Linked DNA regions of Hordeum vulgare: region 1 is linked to region 2. A link is a contact called in public Hi-C data. All regions are on one chromosome and are shown on one strand. The core of a region is the stretch at or near the end of the contact, and the rest is flanking DNA. Distances in the headings are between cores, read along the strand shown. Region 1 holds the start of LOC123411033 (ubiquitin carboxyl-terminal hydrolase MINDY-2). Region 2 holds the start of LOC123406972 (protein IQ-DOMAIN 33).

The links. Hi-C and Micro-C count contacts between places; a contact is called where the count stands out from the background.
Region 1: a Hi-C map of seedling shows a contact between it and region 2, with 4 times the contacts expected there. The contact joins the promoter of LOC123411033 here to the promoter of LOC123406972 in region 2. A contact is called at or near these places in 3 of 6 Hi-C or Micro-C datasets (leaf and seedling).

Annotation. Positions count from the first base shown.
Region 1 is chr7H:555,477,941-555,482,889 of MorexV3_pseudomolecules_assembly, reverse strand. LOC123411033 (ubiquitin carboxyl-terminal hydrolase MINDY-2) reads left to right here and starts at 3,522. Exons shown (of 12, transcript XM_045103949.1): 1 at 3,522-3,985; 2 at 4,105-4,223; 3 at 4,314-4,420; 4 at 4,578-4,665. The coding sequence starts at 3,796.
Region 2 is chr7H:554,824,285-554,829,319 of MorexV3_pseudomolecules_assembly, reverse strand. It overlaps LOC123406972 (protein IQ-DOMAIN 33), which reads right to left and starts at 1,712. Exons shown (of 6, transcript XM_045099991.1): 1 at 1,027-1,712; 2 at 633-950; 3 at 293-520; 4 at 25-138. The coding sequence starts at 1,113. It overlaps LOC123406970 (pentatricopeptide repeat-containing protein At1g03540), which reads right to left. Exons shown (of 1, transcript XM_045099989.1): 1 at 3,403-5,035. The coding sequence ends at 4,017.

The DNA.
Region 1 (4,949 bases), core at 2,273-4,772, 650 kb before region 2:
TAATGTTAAACTTTTAATTATAAATCTTTCATCCTAAAAATGTTAATCATTTGAGGAAATGTTAAATGTACATAGAAAAATGTTGACAATGTAGTAAAAAAATATTTTTCTGAAAAACTGTAATCAAGAATTTGCAAAAATAATAAATTTGTGTAGGAAAAATACATTGATCATGTATTCAAAAAATGCTAATCATGTACATGAATAATGTTAAACTTTTGTTAAAAATATGTTATATATATACTAAAAATGTAGAATGTGTGTGGGAAAACATACACGTCAAAAATATAAGTTTTCATAAAATGTTAACCATGTATATACAAAAAATGATTCACATGTATATAAAAAATGTTGAAGGTTTATTGGAAAAGAGTTGAAATGTGTTGAACCAAAAAGAAACTAATGAATAACAATAAAAATATCAAAACCTAATGTAAAACTAAGAGAAAAACAAATAAAATGAAAATACGAAGGAACCAATTCAAAATAAAGAAAACGGAGAAACACCAAGAAGGAAACAAGGAAAACTGAGAAAACCAGAAGGAAATAAAAACAGAAGAAGAAAAAAACAGAAGCAAAAAAACAATAAACCCGAGAAGTAACGATTAAAAACAAAGAAAAACAACAACTTATGAAAATTGAGAAAGAAACAAAGGAAACCAATGAAAATGAAAGAAAACAAAAAAATCTTGAAAAATAAATAAATTGATAAAGGAAAATATTTAGGAAAAAGGAAAAATCTGAATATTAGGAGTGTGAATATTGCGGCGATTGTCGGGGTATGTGCGACACGCCTCACCTGTGAAACGATAGGTTCTTCAGCATGAAGCTTGATGAGAATGAAGATATGTTCCTCCCTTGCCATGCAAGAAGATATGTGTTGGAGAGGCTCGGTTTCAAAGACCACGAGAGAATTGAGACGAGGAGCGCTAACCTGTGGACTATACATGGTCACACATTTGTTATCAAAGTATTTAATTCAGTTTTTCAAACAGAATTTGGGTGCCCAAATTGGGAAGATCTTTGCAAGGCATATGGATTTAAGGAAGGTATGGAAATAACCTTCGATCTTCGTCCTGAAGATAATATGCCAGGCAACATTGACATTTGGGTGGTTGTTGATATGCTTCCTGTTTTACCTCCATGTGAGTTCCTCAACCATATTTGCCAAGTAATTTGCAATTTGTATTTAGAAATAGTTGGTGTTCATCCATATACTAAATTTGTTAAATTATAATTTACAGCTTATTTCGTTTCTTCGAGTGAATTATGGAAATTAATTAACACGACACACTACACGTGTGGATCACATCTAACTTGGGAGGAGAATGATGTTCTTCTTTGCTTTCTTGTTGGTGTTCTGGTTTCTAGGGATACCTTCCCATATAATTTTGGAATTGGCCAAAATTATACATTTTACATGCCACTAGTGCATTGGTTGAGGCGAGATGACATTCGCTGAAATATTTTGGTAAGAGTTTCCTAATTAAGTACGCTCTACTATTGCATAAATGATGTTGATTACATTGCTAACTAGGTTATTATTATGATCTTCAATAACAACTGCCACATGATGTAGTGCCTCTGTTGATGCACCCAGAAGGTCATATGAAAATTAAAAGCCCGCTGAGGGCTGAGTTCGATGCTCCATACTCGAGTAACCTCAAACCAAAATCAAAAAGGCTCCAAATTAAAGCATGGAGAGAAATAAAGAAGGATCGCAAGCCATAAGTTGGAGACCGTTGGATCTATGTGCTTCATCATGGAGACATATGTGTTATTCTGTTTTATGACATTATACCTAAGAGCGAGGACTAGATCTTATGAGAGACAAGTTATTCTAGTTTATATTAACTTGACATGATCGAATGCATATGATGACTATTATGATGTTTCTCTGTTTTACTTTATGTGTTATATGATAACTTGGTATATGATTAAGATGATGATGAATTGTTAGATGAGTACGTAAGATGATGATGAGTTATATGACATAATACTCCCTCCGTCCCAAAATTCTTGTCTTAGCTTTGTCTAGAAATGGATGTATCTAAATACTAAATTTGACTAGATACATTCGTATCTAAACAAATATAAGACAAGATTTTTGGAACGGAAGGAGTACTTTATGTGTATGATGTGATGCAAATTATGCATGTTTATTATGATATGATGAAACCACTGTATAGAGCATGCACAAATACGTAGGAGGGACATACATACGATGCGAATTAAATATTAAAAGCAGGAATATTAGCAGTAACGCTCTACTTATTCCAGCGCTACTCGTAACGTAGATACCAGTAGCGCTTTTAATCCAGCGCTACTGCTAAGAGTTTGCTATAGCGCGTTAGCAGTAGCGCTGGCCCCAGCGCTACTACTAAGGGTAAAACCAGCGGTACTACTAGGGTTTTCCCTAATAGTGTAGGGTACTACATACGGATGTATATAGACATATTTTAGACTATAGATTCACTCATTTTGCTTCATATATAGTCTTTAATGAAATCTTTAAAAAACTTATATGTAGGAACAAAGGGAGTACGTTTTTTTAGCATTTAGAAATGTATATTTTTTTAAAGTGGGTTCTTACGTATCGGGTCGGGTTCATCCATGCACTTCCCACCCATTGCCCCCTCCCCCGCTCCCCCCTCCACCCCAATTCAAGCACGAACCAGATTGGGGCATTCGGCAGGTTGTTGCTGCATCCACCCGTTCATTCATTCCAAGCCCTCCCTGCAGCAACCAAACCGACGGATGGTCACGTGGTTAGGTGTGACCCCCCTCGCAGCAAGCAAAAAAAAAAAAAAACAGCACGCGGCCAATCCCTCGCGACGAAGCAAAATACCGCGAGGAGGCGCCGAAACGGAATCAAGCCTCCTCTCTCCAGGCTTGACATGCACGCAACTCGGACGGCCGGATCCGACCTCCCACTCCCATCCGACGGCCGGGATTCGCAGAAAGGAACGTCGGTTTCGTGCAAAAAAAAAAAGGCCCCAGCCAAACGTGCGGCGAGTCGTGCAACGACTGCTCCAAGCAAGCGACCGCGTGCCGTTTACTTCCATGCTAAGTTTCTTTTTTGCGTTCTGTAGACCTTTGTGCGCTAAGCTCGAAGCTTCCATCACCATGGTAGATGACACCCAGTTTCTTATTTTTTTTCTTTTGAGAAAATCTTGTGGTTTGTTTGATCTGCTATTAAAACAAATTCCGGGGGCTCTGTTTTATTTTATACAAGTTGCCGGGCTTCGATGTCATCATCAAACGACAGTGTAGGCTTAGCTGTGGAGACAAATGGCCACAGGAGTCGTTGGTCTGTTAGTTACAACTTGCAACCGTCTTTAGACAAAAATCCAATAAACACTTCATTAACTAATTGCGAAATGCTACGGGGATCAAGTCACAAAACTCTGGAAAGATAACTAGGATCTCCCTATTACGATAAACTGCGGGGACCAGATCGAGTAAACCGCCACCACTAAGATTAGTCGATAATGATCCTCCATAGAGATTCCCCGCAGTTTACCAAACTTTGCTAATAGCCCCCTCGATCCTCCCTCCAGTTCCCACCTCATCGGCCAACCCAGCCAGACACAGGCAGGCGGGCGCCCCACTGTCTCTCCTCGCCACGCTCGGTATTCTATTCCTCACCCGATTCCGCCTCGCCATTCCTCCCCTCCAATCCGCCCGGCGACGCCGGACGCGGGGTCCGCCTCCTACGGCGCCGGCGACGACCCGCACGGTGCTAGGGCTCCGGTGACCTAGGCCCCCGCCCCGGGCGATCGCGGGGGGAGATCCATGTCCGCGGACACGCCCCCGCTCCCGCCGCCCGCGCCGCCGCTCGGCGCGCTGGATCCCGAGCCGGAGCCCGCGCAGCCGCTCGAGCCGCCCGAGGTGATGCACAAGACGAGGGCCGTTGACTTCCTCGGCCGCCGCACCCCCATCGTCTACCAGAACGACAACGGGCCCTGCCCGCTCCTCGCCATCTGTGAGAGCCCCTCCTCCCCTCCCCTTCCCCGCTCGGGCTGACCCGCCGTTTCCGTGGTTGGTTGCTCCCGATTTCACCTGGGTGGGTTTTGGCGCGCGCGTTTTTTTGTGTGGTTGCAGGTAACGTGCTGCTGCTGAAGAACGTGATCAGCCTGAACCCGGATGCCGGCGAGGTGTCGCAGCAGAAGCTGCTGTCCCTCGTCGCCGACCGCCTCATTGACTCCAACAGCAGTGCGCAGGTTCGACCGGCTGATCAGCATTCCTGCCGCTAAGTCTCTGGTCGTTTGTGGCGTTCATTTCTGAAAATAGGGCTGAGTTGCGAATCGCAGGGCAAGGACGAGGAGTACGCCCGCAACTGGGAGCACAACATCTCGGACGCGATAGACCTTCTACCGCGCCTCACCACTGGCATCGATGTGAATGTCATGTTCAGAAAGTGCGTTCCAGGTTTTCAGATTGCGGGTCGATGTTATGTTTTATCTTCTATGGGTGCGCACGCGCGCGCGCGCGCGCGCGCGTGTGTGTGTGTGTGTGTGTGTGTGTGTATGGCACATAATTTGTTGTTCTGAGGTGCATTTATGTCAACGTTGCAGGGTTGATGACTTTGAGTTCACCCCAGAGCGCGCCATATTTGACCTTCTGGATATTCCGTTATACCATGGATGGATAGTGGATCCTCAGGTACTACTTATCCCTATGACATATTAGGTTTACATGTTGCTTTCCTGCAATGACAGAACACCCTATCGAATTGGCTGTTACATGACCAACAAGTAACCTCTATGTTTGCTTAGTTCGTATTGAGATTGGTATAGCCTGTCTCACCTAACTTTCATACAACAGCCATAATACTTTAGGTGAGATGCAAAGTTTTGACACATGAATGGCCAGCATTGTTTATAAAGCGGTAAAGCGACCTAAAGCGAGCACCACAGCTCTCACGCTTAAGTGATGCCTAAGCGCCT
Region 2 (5,035 bases), core at 463-2,962:
TGCCTCAAAGCTCCATCAGCTTACCTGCTGCGAGAAGGCGTAGGCGAGGGCGCGCTCGCGCCGCGTGGTGGCCTCCATCTTGCTCTGGATCCTCATCCTCAGCACGTTGGAGCTCAGCGTGCTGTCGTCCCACTCCTCCTGAAACATCACATTTAATATAAGTTGACTGTTCATTTAGCTGCCTAATTAAGCCGTAACACTATTTCCCTCCCTTGACCAAAAGCGATGCGATCGCGGTCAAGTCCTTGTGTGCCACAGTGTGGCAGCAGCGGCAGCAAAAGCTCTGCAGTACCTTGGCTCTGAAGACCTGGGGCCGCGGCTTCTGGTTCTGGCCCGCCCGGTGCTGCGCCGACACCGACGCGCCGTCGTCGGTCAGCTGGAGGTTGCTCAGGGACTCCCCAATCTGGACCTCCACCGATGCTGCCATGGACGGCGAGGCAGGGCTCTTGGGCTCTTCACCGTAGCAGCACTCCTGTCCCGAGCTTCTCCTCAGCTCCTCTTGCAGCAAGCGGCCTCTTGCCTGCAGCAACGCAGACACACGCGAATGGATCCGCATGAGCGATCGGCTTGCGGCCACCTAGGCGCAGTTTGGGCTCTGAATCAGGATTCTCATTCAGTTTTCAGGAACGCACCATGAACCTCCTGAATGCGGACTGGATCAGCGTCGCGGCCTCGTCCTCGGTGAACGGCTTCGTCGGCTCGCTGGGGCTCCACTTAACTCGAACTTCTTCAGCGTTGCCGCGCGCGCCGCCGTTCACCTCGCGGCGACCCTGATCGGCTGCCGCCGGAGCATGGGCGTCCTGCGTCATCGCGCATGTCTCGAAGCTCCTGGCCGAGACCGTCCCGTCGTCGTCGTCCTCCCCATCCTCGGCACCCGCGCCGTTTTCTTCGCCGCACAGGTACAGCCTCAGAGAGCCCCACCGCCTCTTGTGGTCGCCCGGGCTCCTTTCCTGCGAAGAACAAGAATGTCACATTGCGGCGGCAGACTGAAATCTCGAACTGCTGTTGAGAATGCAATGCACCCACGCTGTGGCCTCCGCGTCCCGCCGACGAGGAGGAGCCGCAGGGGCTCTTGGAGAGGACTCTCCGGACAATGCCGCCGGCGAGGCCCATGGCTCTGCTGCACCGTGCCAAGGCCCTGACACGCTCACTCACCGAGTAGCCGATCCAAGGCGACGGGACGGAGCCGTGCGTGTGGCTAGCCGGGTGCCCTTATAGCGACGGCACCACCACCGGGGGACTAGCGGCCATAGACTCGCAGAGTACGGAGCGGAGCAGAGGTGGTGAATCCAACCAAAACAGGCAGAGATGAGATGCGATGCGGTTGCTTTGGTTGGGTGCAACTTTGTGTGTGTAAAGGCAGGCGCGGGCGCGCGTTTGATTGGCGGATCCGCACACGCCGCGGTGGCCTTGATGATGACAGGGAGAGACGGGGCGAGGCCCCATGTGTTGGGCTTTCTTTTGGGTCTGGCAGAGGAGAGGAGGCAAGGGGGCTTTAGAGCTGGACCGGAGCGTCTTGTTCCACACTGCTCTCTCCCTCTCTCTCTCTTTTGGACATGTTCTGATTATTAGCTTCAGGGGGGAGGAGGGGTTAGTCAAGACCAAGTTCGTTTCGCTATGGTTATCATCAGTTTGCATCCGGACAGTCGCTGTCAGTCCATTCATTCATCATGAAGGGGGTACAGACTACGGTACAGAGAGTACTACAGGCTAGAGATAGAGAGACAGTGGAACGAACCTCCCGCTGTCGACTTCTTGCCTGGGTGGGGGTCGCCGTGCACGGTTCGGCCGTTCAGGTACATACATGATGATGGATCTGTCGGCAGGAGCTTACTTATATTAGCCTTCTGACGAGTGAGGAAATAAAGGAGATTAGCGGGAAAGAATGTCCGGAGATAAAAGGTTCTAGAGGTGCACCCTTTTCCCACATGGCTTTGCTCTCCCTCGCCTCATCCAACCTAATCTTCTGTTTGGCCTTGCTTGCTCCAGGGTGCACCCATATTCCACCCGCCTCTCTCCTACAGTCCTGCTCTCGAGCTGTAGCACGCTGCAGATTCCTCCTCATCATCACACGATAAAAAGCACACTAGGGTCGGTACCCGCCTGCCTGCCTGTTGACAGCAACAGCAGGGCCTCAGAGCCCGGACCTGAACCCAACCGAAGTCTCAACTCTGAACTGAGGCCTCGACTGTGGCCGACGCATGAATCCTGCGGCGTGGCACCGCACCGGCCGGTCTCCATTTCCCCATGTCAAGCCCGAGCCAGTTAAAAGGCACAGGCCGAACCCCGCGCGGCCTCAGGTCAGGCTGTGCTGACGGTACAGCTCTCCTCATGCGCTGACAGTTAAAAGGGCACAGGATGATGAAATGAAGAAACGAAAGCAGAATACAAAGCCAGGGCGTAGATGGGCAAGTGAGCGCAACGACGTATGGCTGGACGTGGCGCCTGTCGGAGATCTGATGACATGAGCTAGGAGTTTTGAGTTTGACAGCTGGATGTCCTAGATGAAGCGTCATCGACATAGGTAGACCAGCTGGTGTGCCCCTGAATTGTCCCTCGTCTCGAGCACACCTGACGTATGTATGCTGTAGTACCAATGATGGATTATGCGGATCAGGCAGGGCCATCAATCATCATACTACTAAGTAGGAGTACTTACCAGTGGCTCCACGCATTCAATCACTCTGCATCTATGCTGCACCAATGGCGATCGGCCGCGGGGCAAGGGCGCTCTCTCCTCGCATCCTGAGAGCATTGCCTCTGGATTTATAAATACCATTAGATGAAGCATGGAAGTGATGAAATAAGCATGCTCGATCAAGCACCTGCGATTTAGCATAGGGCCATATGCTCCGGTTAATATAATTGTCTAAGGAGCTCGACCTTTTGTTATTCTCAAATACACATCAAAATGCATGTCATTTGTATAAGTTCACTAAAATGGCTAAACCCTAAACCCTAAGGCTCTAAACCTAGGAAGTTTCTTCGTTGCATGGAAGAGAGTTGGGATGGCAGACAATACGATCCTTGATACTCCCTCCGTTCCTAAATATAAGTCTTTCTAGAGGTTTCAATAGGGGACTACATACGGATGTATATAGACATATTTTAAAGTGTAGATTCACTCATTTTGCTTTGTATGTAGTCCCTTAGTAAAATTTCTTAAAATACTTATATTTAGGAACGGAGGGAGTAGATGCTAATCATTGCTACTTGTGACAACAACAAATAATGTCATGTTGATTTCAGTCTCATGAATGCTAGACGAAATAATCAGGAAGCAATGAATACTATTCCTCGTTATCAACAAAACAGGCTCGTCTATGAAGAATTATGTAAATACATCAAACTGTACAACCACATTCAAATCAAGCATAATATGCAGGAGATGGTTTCAGATTATTGCATATGGCATGTACGTTAAAGATTAATTCAAGCTCAAGACAAGTGACACACATATGCCTTTGAAAGAAAGAACATAAAGCTACCCTACGAATATTCCAAAATGAATCTGCAGTTGGATTAATATAGCAGGTTAACCTACTAGTAGCTATGCTATCCATTAGTAATGGAAGGAAGCATTTCATCTTACTGAGCAGAGACAGATGAAAAACAATTACAGATCCAAGTACAGAGAAAACGTACTTGTGATTACAAATGAAGCCAATAAGTAGACAGCCTGTCTGAGAGTCCCATTTTTGTGTTAATGGTGGTTAAGGGCTTAAGGCCATCCCATCCAAGCCTGCCATGTCAAACAAGTGTCTGGCATTGCACCCACATAAACCATAGGCCGCGAAGCATATACGAATACATGTGCTCCGCAGATTATTCATGATCTCAATCAACTGAAGCGTTGAACTTTGCAAGGCACCAGCTTGTATCAATTTTCAGGAATGCAGCTATAACAGTAGAACCTTTTGGGAACAAATACATGGTAGAATTCATCCCAAACTCCAAATGATTCATAGGGCAATCAGAGGGCAGAATCGCCAACAAAAGCAGAAACAAAGAAAATGTTAAGGTCTGCTTTCACTTATGATGATATCCTCGGAGGCAACTAGTTCTGAAGGTGCCCCACTAACATTCCACATATGTTGTCTGCTTCTGTTTACATCAATCCAGCTCGTTCCGGGCTCCTTTTCCACCTTTCTTGATCTCATCAGCCTCCTTATCTCAGAAGCATCTTCCCACCGTCCAACTGTTCTGTACACATTTTCAAGAAGAACGTAGCTCAAGTGGTACTGAGGCTTTAACTCCATCATTTTCTTGGCAACCCTTTCTGCTACATCTGGGTTTGACTGTGTGGAAGAAGCGCCAAGAATTGCTGCCCACAAGGACGAATCATCCCTGAAGGGTGATTTGTTTATCAGATCTTCAGCCTCTTCCAGAAGTTCTACTCTGCTCAGAAGATCAACAATGCAATTGTAGTGTTCAATTCCAGGGGCAATGCCACAGTCTTTGCTCATAGATTTGAAGTAGCTCCGTCCTTGCTCAACCATTCCAGTATGACTACATGCAAAAAGAACACCAATGAAACTGATGTAGTCGGGTTTCGCCCCTTCGCTAACCATCCGATTGAACAAATTGATAGCGTGCTCAGCATGGCCATTCTGAGCAAATCCGCCAATCATGGCATTCCAAGTAACTGTGTTACGGACACTGCTCGCTTCAAAAACTCTATAAGCATAGTCTACAGCGCCACATTTTGCATATAGGTCTACAAGTGCAGACTCAACAACCACATCTCTCCAGCCTCCACTCCTCAGAAACCGGCAATGGATCTCCTTTCCTGGTTTTACAGAAGATAGACCAGCACATGCCCTTAGAATGGTCCCCAAGCTATATGAGTCATCGCATTCCCTATCCATCTGTCGAAACAGCACGAGAACCTTCTCGTACTCTGCATTCTCGCAATAACCTCCAAGCAACGCACACCATGAAACAGCATTCCGGACCTGCATCTTGTCAAACACCTTGCGCGCCTCCAACATCGCCCCGCACTTGGCGTACATGTCGAGCGTGCTGCTCTCCACAA